Linked DNA regions of Arachis hypogaea: region 1 is linked to region 2. Evidence: chromatin contacts called from public Hi-C data. All regions are on one chromosome and are shown on one strand. Each heading gives the region's core, a stretch centred on a gene start, on an enhancer-like site or on the middle of the called end of the contact. The rest is flanking DNA. Distances are from core to core; before and after follow the strand shown.

What was found. A called contact is a pair of places that touch in the nucleus more often than the background predicts.
Region 1: a Hi-C map of leaf shows a contact between it and region 2, with 6 times the contacts expected there. The contact joins the promoter of LOC112750880 here to the enhancer-like site in region 2. A contact is called at or near these places in 4 of 8 Hi-C or Micro-C datasets (leaf and an unstated tissue).

What each region holds. Positions count from the first base shown.
Region 1 is chr2:91,746,070-91,751,297 of arahy.Tifrunner.gnm2.J5K5, reverse strand. It overlaps LOC112750880 (tRNA (guanine(37)-N(1))-methyltransferase 1), which reads left to right and starts at 3,557. Exons shown (of 10, transcript XM_072220157.1): 1 at 3,557-4,008. It also overlaps the pseudogene LOC112728037.
Region 2 is chr2:91,512,758-91,518,464 of arahy.Tifrunner.gnm2.J5K5, reverse strand. No RefSeq gene overlaps it. Among protein-coding and RNA genes, the nearest start is that of LOC140179933, 16 kb to the left of the region's middle. Within about 2 kb of position 2,489, at least 3 of the 3 cell types and tissues checked have open chromatin away from gene starts, as enhancers often do.

The sequences.
Region 1 (5,228 bases), core at 2,308-4,807, 230 kb before region 2:
TGTTCTTGATATCATAGATATTAATCATATGCGTAGCAAAGGTAATCACCCAGGGGAAGAACTGTTACCAGATGCGGGTACGTGACTTTTTAAGTAGATAATAGATATTTGATTTCAGAGAAACATGCTTGTGTCAACTAAACTATGTTGGGAATTAATCAGTCTGGATATGTATTCTATATATGCTTATTTATCCATTCTGTTGCATCAATGGGTTGTTTACCATGTCAAGTTTTCATTTTTGAATGAGTTGCTTGTATTGTGTAATATGTTCTCTATTAGAATTCCGTGTTGGTTACTTGGTTTTCGAAGATGGTATTTAAGTTAACTAACCACATCTGCATCATGTTGCACAGAACCCATTGACGAGGATTCAAACCAGCCTTCCGCCAATGAAGACATTGTGGCACAGCTGGTTTCCATGGGTTTTAACCAGCTTCATTGTCAGAAGGCAGCTATTAACACCTCAAATGCTGGAGTAGAGGAGGCAATGAATTGGTTACTATCTCACATGGATGATCCAGGTTTCTATTTTGCTTTCCTTTGTCATGCGAATCAATTACTTTTAACTGATCCTGTGGTTGCTTTTTGTTGTAAACCTATTATTCAGGGGATAATGGTAATTTTTTTCTATTAATTAGATATTGACAGTCCTATTTTAAAAGGCAACAGCTCTGACAACGTTGATCAATCAAAAGTGGACATACTCATTTCTTTTGGATTTGAAGATCATGTTGCTCGAAAGGCATTGAAGGCATCGGTAATTATTCTATGATGTTTTCCTCTCCCCGTTGTTGGATTTTGTTGGGTGAGTTCGTCCAGACAGTCTTTGAACTGGTAACACCTGCCTTGTAGGGTCAAGACATTGAGAAGGCAACAGAGTGGATATTCAGCAATCCCAATGCATCAGTTTCTAGTATGGATGCTAGTGCATCAAACACAACCTCTGCTTCAAATGATGTTGGCTTGTCAGATGGAGGAGGAAGTAAGTTATTACCTTTTTCAATTACTTTCTTTTGGTATATGCTGTAATTGTCATTGCCCTATGGTGTGATACTTCATCCTATTTCTCTGCTCATATTCCATTATTTGTCATTTAAGTGTTCATGTTGGTTTTAATCAATTTTTGGGTACCTTTGGCTTTTCGCAGAATATCGACTTATAGGAATTGTTAGCCACATGGGAACCTCGACACATTGTGGTCACTATGTAGCTCACATTTTGAAAGAAGGTAGATGGGTTATTTTCAATGACGCCAAGGTTGCGGTTTCGGTCCCAAGGACATGGGCTATCTATATTTTTTCGAGAGGATTGATGGTTGAATTAGATACTGTTTTTTTGATCACATGTTTGAACATTGTGATGATGAACATTTCATCTGTAAAGAGGATAGAATGGCACAAACCAGCTACCTGCACTACATACCTTTCTTGGTGGCATGGTAAACACTCATCTTTGGCTGTACCATTATTTTTTGGGTCTGCCAGTTGTGCTTCCATTCTGTGAGAACTAGACCGAACGTTCATACCCATCTCAGATATTTATAGAAATGAACTGTTTAGAAATTGAATAGCAAAGCGTTATTTGATGAGTTTATGCATGAGAATGTTTCTTTTAACGGCTAGATTGTGTTTCACATTATATCCCGGCAAGTACTTCTTAGTGTAGAAGTTGAATGGAAGTTTAAGGAATTAATGTGTGTTTGGTTTGGTATATTCATGGTGAATTTTAAGAGAATGCTTTTAGGATAAAGATAGACCACACTGCATCTAAGATATTTAAAGATGGGACCACGAAATATATTTAAATTTCAGAGAACATATCTTAGGACTCAGCTTTCGGTGAATACGAGTGATGTGGCAATTTTACGTTGATGTGTCAGCTGAGAGTTGTTATTATGTTAGTGATATGGTAGCATATAATTGCAATGTCAATACTCAGTATCTCTGTCAAGAGTGTTAACTTTCAAAGTATAATTGAAACATTAGAATAAAATTAAAATAAAACATTTGAGAGATACATGATATACTTTATTTCTTATTCATGTTATGTTTTAATTTAAGACACGTGAAACATGAAATGGATTTTATTGGGAACTTTAACAGAGAAAAAATGAGGGGGAGTCAAAGCTTTGAAACAGTTTAGTAGATGCGTAGACGGAAGAAGTTGTAGACTGTTGTGATCATGATTTATGAGTGTATGTGTTTCTATTCAGTGTAGCGTTCAAGTTCCACACAATTCGCTTTTTCTCTTCACTTTCAAATTCCAATTATGTGGTCCCTCCCAAATATGGAAATGCATCCAGAATAACTAGTCTTTAGTGTTCCTTCTTCAGCAATTATTTATACTCCAATTTCTTTCCATACAAGACTCGCAAAAATCTATATTTGAATTCATAAATCTAAACTGTTTACGAGATTATTGTTCATTACATATTTGGAACATGCAAGAAATCTAGAGTTGTATGTGACCACACTATGGTAAGCTTAATTAATTAACCGTGTTCATCGATGACTTATTATCCACAATAGGCCAATAATGTCATATACTTTTGAAAATCGGTAATATTATATGACCAAATCATTTTAGTAACTAAGTTCAATCAAGTCGGTTAAATAATTTAAGGATTAATAATAAAAACTTGTAATTGAAGAAGAACAAAATAGAAGAGATATAAGAAAAAGAAAAAGTAAAAACACATATTTCACAGGATATATATTTAAATTTTTAATATTTATTCTTTTAATTTTTTTTATATATTTTATAAGATATATATTCGAATTTTTATACAAAATAATAATGAAAAATCAAAGAATTGATGCATTTTTTAAGAGGAAGATTAATATTCAAGAAGGAGAATATATAATTTCTATAATATCAACATTTATAAATAGTTCTTCTACTTTAATAAATCACAAAAAAAAAAGATACAACCTTTAAAAATTTAAAAAATTGCATAAGATGAATTTGACTTTAAATATTTATATTAAATTTTTGACCCTTCTAAAATTGTTTCAAACTCTGCCGCTGTCACTGTATCCATACATATATGCTTTGTTGTGCGGACGAAATCTCAAATCCTCAAATGAAAATCTTCTGTCCCATCAATTATGTTCTGCCAATTGCCAATTGCCAATTGCCAATTGAAATGTATGTTTATTTCTATAGTTGCCTTACATTTTTTATTTTAATAAAGTATAATTTTTTACCTATGTTCAATTATGCATGTGTATCTATATTATGTATCAGACTAGAAAACATTGTGATTGGTGGAGACAAAAGATAATATAGAGCTTGTTTCATGTAATAAAACACTTGGTAGATGTAATTATCATATATATATTTCTTTAATTAGATACCAAAGGAGTAATAATCTAATATACATGAGTTCTGTGACACAGCGTGCCATTTTGGGTTATTAAAATTAAGTAAATGTGATATTATATTTTATATAGTTAGTTACGAATCTTGCAAGATAATAATAATAATAAATCATCTAGTAAATAATAAATTCATGAGTGTTATAAAAAAAGAACCTTCAAAAAGTCTTAAAACTGAACTAAACAAGTGTAAAGTATTGACAAAACTAATAATATAATAATCAGCACATTACAGCACAACTTGAAATGACCCGATAACCCAATCCAACCCAACCCCTGATGCACTGGAGACCTCAGCCCCCATCACTCAACAGCCACCACACCTCACCGTCAACCCTAATTTCACTTCCAAGTTCCAAGTTCCAAGTTCCAATCTTCATCCAACTCCGACGAAGGTCACCGTCCCTCCCAGTCTACCGCAATCGACGCCGCATCAGAGTTGCGTCACCGGGCAGAAAGACCTCCAACGGGCGGAAGGAAGTCACCGTCGCTGATTGAAGCTGCTGCAGCGCCGTTGTCGTCTGGTCGTCTGAACTCCGAAGCTTCCGTGGTCGGCGTCGTCTGCTCGTCGGAAGCTGCTCTGTCAACGCCGTCGAGCGTCTGGACGCCTTCTCTGCTCTCTGCGGCGGTGAGTTGTTCTCCCCTTTCAACTAATTTTTTTTTTTAATTTTGTTAATGAACTATATAAAATTAGGAATTGATGCAGAATTATTTATTTGGTTAATTATATGGATTGATGAAGAGTTCTGTATGACTGTATGTAATAGCTGCTGTATGTAATTCAATTTTGGATTATTTGGTTAATTATATGTAATGGATGTAAACTTCGGAGAATTATATACGACGTACTAGGTTTTACTATTAAAAGCTAGAGATGAATTGTAATTGTCACTTAAATTGTTACCTTGAATTGGATTCTTCTTCCTTGACTATGAAATGAATATTCATGCACACATTAACTTTATTGTTCCACTGGAATCAAGAAGATACTTGTAAGCAGTAGACACTTTTGACCTTATTGTTATATTGCATTGCAAATAAATAAATGATACGTAAGGTTGTTGTCTTGAGTCTTGTTTGAATTATTAACTCTTTTTTTTCTTATGTATGATCTTTTTGACCCTTTTCCATTTCAAGATGAACATGTCCTATACAAATGGTAGTGGTATAACTGTTGCTGCTTTGTTAATGGGGAAAAATGTTGTGTCATAGTATAGCAATGTCACTTTTTTTTATATAGATAAAAATGAGAGCTATTGAATTTAATTATATGTAATAGTTGCTGTATGTAATTCTCTAAATTTTGCTGTAATTGTTGTAATGGCTGCTACATGTAAGTCACTAATTTCAGTAATTTGTAATGGCTGCTGACCTGCTGTATGTAATTCAATTTTGGATCCTGAATTTTACTGTAATTGACTAAGTTATTGTAATGGTTGTTGTATGTCATTCACTAATTTGTAATTTGTATATTGTATGTAATTTAGATGGAACAAGCATAAAGTGGTCAACAATTAGTTATAATTGAAAACTTGTTTGTTCAATGTTGTTTCTTTTGGTGGTAGAACATTTTGTGTTTCTCATTTACGTGCGTTTTGATTTTTTTTAGTTATAAACTTTGATATTTGAAGTTGTTTATGAATTTTTAATGATAAATTATAGATAGTTTATTATGTGAAATTATTAAATGTTGAATTTTATTAATTTAGAAATTATTGAATTTAAACATTTAAAATTATATATTGATTTTTTATAATTTTACTCTGTATTTAATTAAACCGGTCTAACCACGGTTCGATTCCGGTTGAATTATTGAACCATTGAACCAGTTACTCAACCGGTTCAATG
Region 2 (5,707 bases), core at 1,240-3,739:
GGCTTTGTTGTCACATTTCAACTGGCTTGGCAATTTTGGTGAAACCCAATCTTAGTCATCAATTTTCTTATCAACAATACTTCAGTTATGCTTTAACGATCCTCAAAATTCTGCCTCTGCGCTTGAAAGAGCTACAACTTTCTGCTTCTTGCTTTTTCAAGTTACCAGGTTGCCTCCAACAAGTGTAAAGTAACCAGCTGTTGATCTTCTATCATTTGGTTGCTCGCCAATCTGCGTCAGTGTATGCCTCAACTTCAAATGGCCATTCCTTCTGAAAATAATTCACTTCCTGGAGCTCCTTTCAAATATCAAACTATTATCATGGCAGCTTCCATATGATCTTCTTGTGGCTTATGCATAAACTGACTTACTATTCCACAACATAAGCTATGTCAGGTCGAGTATGTGATAAGTAAATTAGTTTTTCAACCAGTCGCTGTACCTTTCCTTATCTACTAGGTGCACTTTTACTATCTTCAACTTGTGATTAACTTGCATGGCGTATCTATTGGTTTGTAATCCATCATTCCTGTTTCTGCCAGAAGTTAAGATGTACTTTCTTTGGAGATAAAGATTCCTTTGCTGGATTGTAGAACCTCTGTTCCTAAGAAATATTTTAGTCTTCCAAATCCTCATTTCGAAGTTTGTAAATAAGTTCCTTCTCAATTTTTCAATTTCTTCAACATCACTTCCTGTTATGATCATATCATCCACATAGATTATTAGGCAAGTGATTAAATCTTCCCGTTTTTTCAAAAAAAGGTATGATCAGAGTTACTTTGCTTGTACCATACTTTCATGGTATCTGTAAATCTTCCAAACAGCACGTGAGATTGTTTAAGTCATAAAAGCTTCTTTAACAGGAAACTTTATGTTTTCTAAATCCGTTAGAACTGAGAGCTTCCATGTATACTTCTTCTTTCAACTCTCTATGCAAGAAAGTATTCTTGACGTCAAATTGATGATGGCAATTTTCATTTGCTGCTATTGAAAACAACACTGATAGTATTAATTTTGCACGTAAAAATTTATGTATCATAATATCTTGATAATTAAATCTAATCAATATTATTTTTTTTAATAAAAATATTTCACCATCTTTTTTTTGTAGCATAATTGAATAAATTTGATCACAATTCAGAACATTTGATATTTAATTTTTCTTTTTATTGTTCAAAAAAATATAGTCATTGATACTAAAAAAAATTTTGAAAATTCACTTGACAAAAAATTGTCAAATTTTAAGGATAAAAAGATCTTATTTTTTTAATAATGATTGTGAAAATTTGCATCAAAATTTGATCTCTAAATCGTTTTTTAGAATATATATTTAATATCTAACTATTTTGTCGTGCTTTTAAATTTTTCAGATGCTTATTTGTCATTAGCATCTTTAATTAGAGTTTGTTTTGTCAATGATGCGAACTTTCGGATATCATTTTGATAGTTTTTTCTATTATCATTTATCAAATAATATAAAATTTAAATTTTCAATAAATTTATTATATATTTATTAAAAATAAAATTAAAATTTTTACTAATAATAATCTTATTAAAACATATTAGCTAAAATCTAATTTTAACCCCCTTAAAAATGTGCGACATTATTAACTATTCAAAGATTTTGGTTACCAAATATTAGTCTTTGTCATTGAGATTTGAGAATGTGATCAACATGCACATGACTGCATGTGTGTCCACTATACAGCACTCCTCCCACCTCACACCTCACAACACACACTTTTGGAAAAGGACTATGTGGTATAGTGACAACACACACTTTTGGAATATTTTGGATTTTTGAGGGTCTATGCATGGTGATAGATGACAACGATATATATCTGGATGACAGTGTGTATAGTGACATTTCTATTGAATGTGGTACTTTAGTTATCAAGAGATTATGTTGATGGCCGGAATTTTCGGATGATCGTCGGAGTAACTATGAAGTAAAATGAGGACTAACTTTGGCCCCTTTTCTTAGCGTGGTAGAGTAAAACTCAAAGTTCTTTAGAAACTTTTATATAGTTTTTCCTTTATTAACTCACCGACTCTAACAAGAAAAACCCTAATTTTTTTTTTGGTTTGCACCAGGGTATCCATCAGGCCGGAAGCCCAATGACTAATCCCTCGGGTACTGCAGAGGCACACAAAGTGGGCGACCCTCCCAAACAAGCAAGCTCCATTCCCATCCTCCAGTGAGTATCGAACCCGGGAGAGATGGTTAAGGGACACAGACCCTCATCCATCTGTGCCAACTTGCGTTGGTAGAAAAACCCTAATTTCTCAAGTTTTTTCACGCATTTGACCAATTTTTTCTTTTGGTCTTGGCATTTGACCAATTCATCTTGATAAAAATCTATTTTTGGACACAGGTAAAATAATATATCTATTGGGCTTAGACAAACTCTTATCTTGGTTTACAGCCCAATATGATGATAGCCCAACCAAAGAGAAGATCAGTGTACATTGGATGCGTGTTGGTCATGTTTATTATTGAAGCCCAACTTGAACAAAGGTTGAAACATAATGAATATTTGTTCTCGCACTTGTTCACCGAAGAAAAAAAAGTTCTCGCACTTAAAAGAAATCAACAAAAACCTGAAAAATGATTACACTAAAAAATTTATTGAGTTTAGGAAAGAATAACTATTTTTGATAATGACAAAGATTATTTGATTGAATTTGAAAGACCAACGTTTATTTGATGTGTATTTTATTTATGCATGTTCATATTAGAATTTTTTGGTGATAAAAAGGCTAGCACTTCAGCTATTCATATTGGACAAAAATTAAAGAAAAAGCTCGGGTTTTTCTCTTTTTTGTGAGATCCAAGTCTAATTTTTGGGTGTATTCTTGCATCTTAGTGTCTCTACCCTAATCAGATTTTGGGGTTAATTTGAGAGTGAGAGTTTAGCCACCAAAGAAAGAAAGAAGAGGAAAAAACAGAATTTTCGTTTTTATCCAAAGCAGTACATTTCAAATGACAGTTTCTCATTCATTCACCGTTAGATCGGCTTGAAATTTGAACTGTGTTTCCCTCATTTTTTTCTTCATTCTGGTTGGTGAAGATGTTGATTGGAGGTTTGCAGTGGGAGAAATTGGCTTCGCAAGAGAGAAAATAGGTTCCTATTTTTACACAGAGCATCAATCTTTGAACAGCAGTTTCTCATTATTCCACCGTTGGATCAACGTGAAATGTGGACTGCAGATTCTACTCATCTTGTTCTTCATTTTGAACGGTGAAGATTTTAATTGGAGACCTGCAAAGAGAGAAATAGACTTCGAACAACAACTCTATTTTTGGATATTTTTCATCTTCTTGCTTCTCATTTGTAAGCTTTGGTACTTTGATATTTTGGCTAGTTATATGCACGTTTTTGTACTTTGTTTGAGACCCTCTTATACCTCATTTGATTATAGTGGAGCTATTTCATTGGTCTGGACAGCCCATGATTTTTACCTCTCACATTGAAAAGGTTTTCACGTTAAAATGTCAGTGTGTTCTTGTTATTTCTTTACTTGTTATATTTATTTGTTATAGATGCTGCTACATTGTATTATGAGTGCTTTCATATTCTTCTTGTGTTAGATATCTGTGTCATTTCTGCTACTAAGCTCTTTCAAAAGCTACAGCTATTTGAACCAATTTCAACAAATAATATAGTTTAATATTGCTAAAAGTTTTTCCTATATCAGTTCCGGTAAAGCATTTGCAAGAGGGAAGAAAAGTTTCTTTTCATCCATTTAGGACTGGAAGTGAGTCAAGCCAGCTTATGAGCTAGCTCGAGCTCGACTCGTTAATAGCTCAATAAGCTGAGCTCGTGAGCCAGTGAGCCGAGCTTGAGCTTGGAATTGAGCTCATAAATTAAATGAGCTGAGTTTGAGCTATATATATATATATATATATATATATATATATATATATATATATATATATATATATATATATATATATATATAGGTATAAGATTTAATGTTTTAGTTTGTTAAATATATGGATGCATTTTTTTATTTTGTTATATTAAAATTTTAATATTTTAATATAGAACTATAGATTATATTTCTGTTATTTGAGCCAGCTCGTGAGTTTTCGGTGAGCTGAGTTTGAGCTTAAAAAATAGGCTCGATTGTTAATGAGTCGAGTCTTGAGCCAAGCTCAATTTTTGTGAGCCGAGCTTGAGCTTAGTTTAGATCGGCTCAGCTCGACTCACTTCCAGCCCTACATTCATTTGATGGAGAGCAAAGATAAAAATTTAGAGCTAAAGAAAAGATTAAAAATGTTAATTTAACTAGTACAACAAGAATAAGTGTGGCTATCCAAAAAAAAAAAAAAAAAAACAACACACACCCATCACGTTCCTCTGTTATTGTAATTTTATTCTTCTGCATTTTCACACCTCTACTATCTTACTGTAACACTCTGATTTGGGAGAAAAATATAATCACAATCCTATTTGCTGTGTTCAAAATTTGTTATCAAGAAAAGCTTTAATTGTTAGAAGCAGTATACCTATACAAAAAGAGTATTTTACCAAGTTTTGAGATTAAGGAATAAGCAAAAATTTAGTTTTTTCTAGAGCATTTTTGTTATATTTTTTTTCTTTTATTATTTACATTGAATGTAATATTTTTTTTAATTTATCTTTTTTATTTCAAAAAAAAAGATTAATATGTGAAAAATTTGAAAAAAAAAGTCATTGACGAAAAAAATAAAGAGAGATAAATTAAAAAAAATAATAAATTATATCATATCTTTTTGATGTAATTTCTGTGTCATAAATTTAAAAAATTTGGGTCTCTTTGTTAAGTTGAAAGAGTATTTAAATTAATTTAGTGGTGACAAATTTAATTAGAAAATTGTGTATTCTTTGATAGTATTAGAAAGAATTCTAAAAAATTGAATGTAATTTTTTGAAATTATAATCAATATTCTATTATTGTTATAGTGAATATTAGATACAAGTCACATTATACTAAATAATTGAATCAAAGATACATGATAGTGCAAGTTGGTCTTTTCTGCTCTATCTTTATTATTCTCATTATGAGATAAAAATAACTTGTCTTTTGTATAATTGTTTTAAGTTTTAACCAACAATGTATTACTTCTATTTCAAATCTGTTTTTAATGATTTGCTTAAAAGGAATTCTAAATTTAATCGCTTATTTAGGTCATTGAAAATTTTTAAAATTAAATAGAAAACAATTAAGATATGAATATTTATTCCAACCCAGAAAAGCTTTACATTTATAGGCTAAAATAAAGTTTTATTTCTAAGCTATTGACTGAGTCTAAGTTATTTTTCTATTACAATTTTAAGTTGTGTTGGATAAATAAGAAATATCCTATTACTTTGTTTGGATTAAGTTTATCACCAACAAAAAGTATAAGATGCTATTTAACTGCATGAGTTTAAAGAAAAAAATATGCAATGAAGTAATACAATTGGTACTGAAGTTTTGTGAATAATTTAGAGAAGGGGTTAAATTTATGACATTTTTTTTATTTTTTTATTTTTTATTTTTTGCTTTTACTTTTGATTGGAATAGAAATTTAATTGCTATTTAGTCTGTTAATATAAAATTTTAGGAGATAATTTTTTTTTTTTGCCTCTTCATGATACATTCAAAAACAGAACAATTCTTTACTTTTGAATAAATGTGACTTCTGATAAATAAACAATGCAGAAGATATTTTTATTTT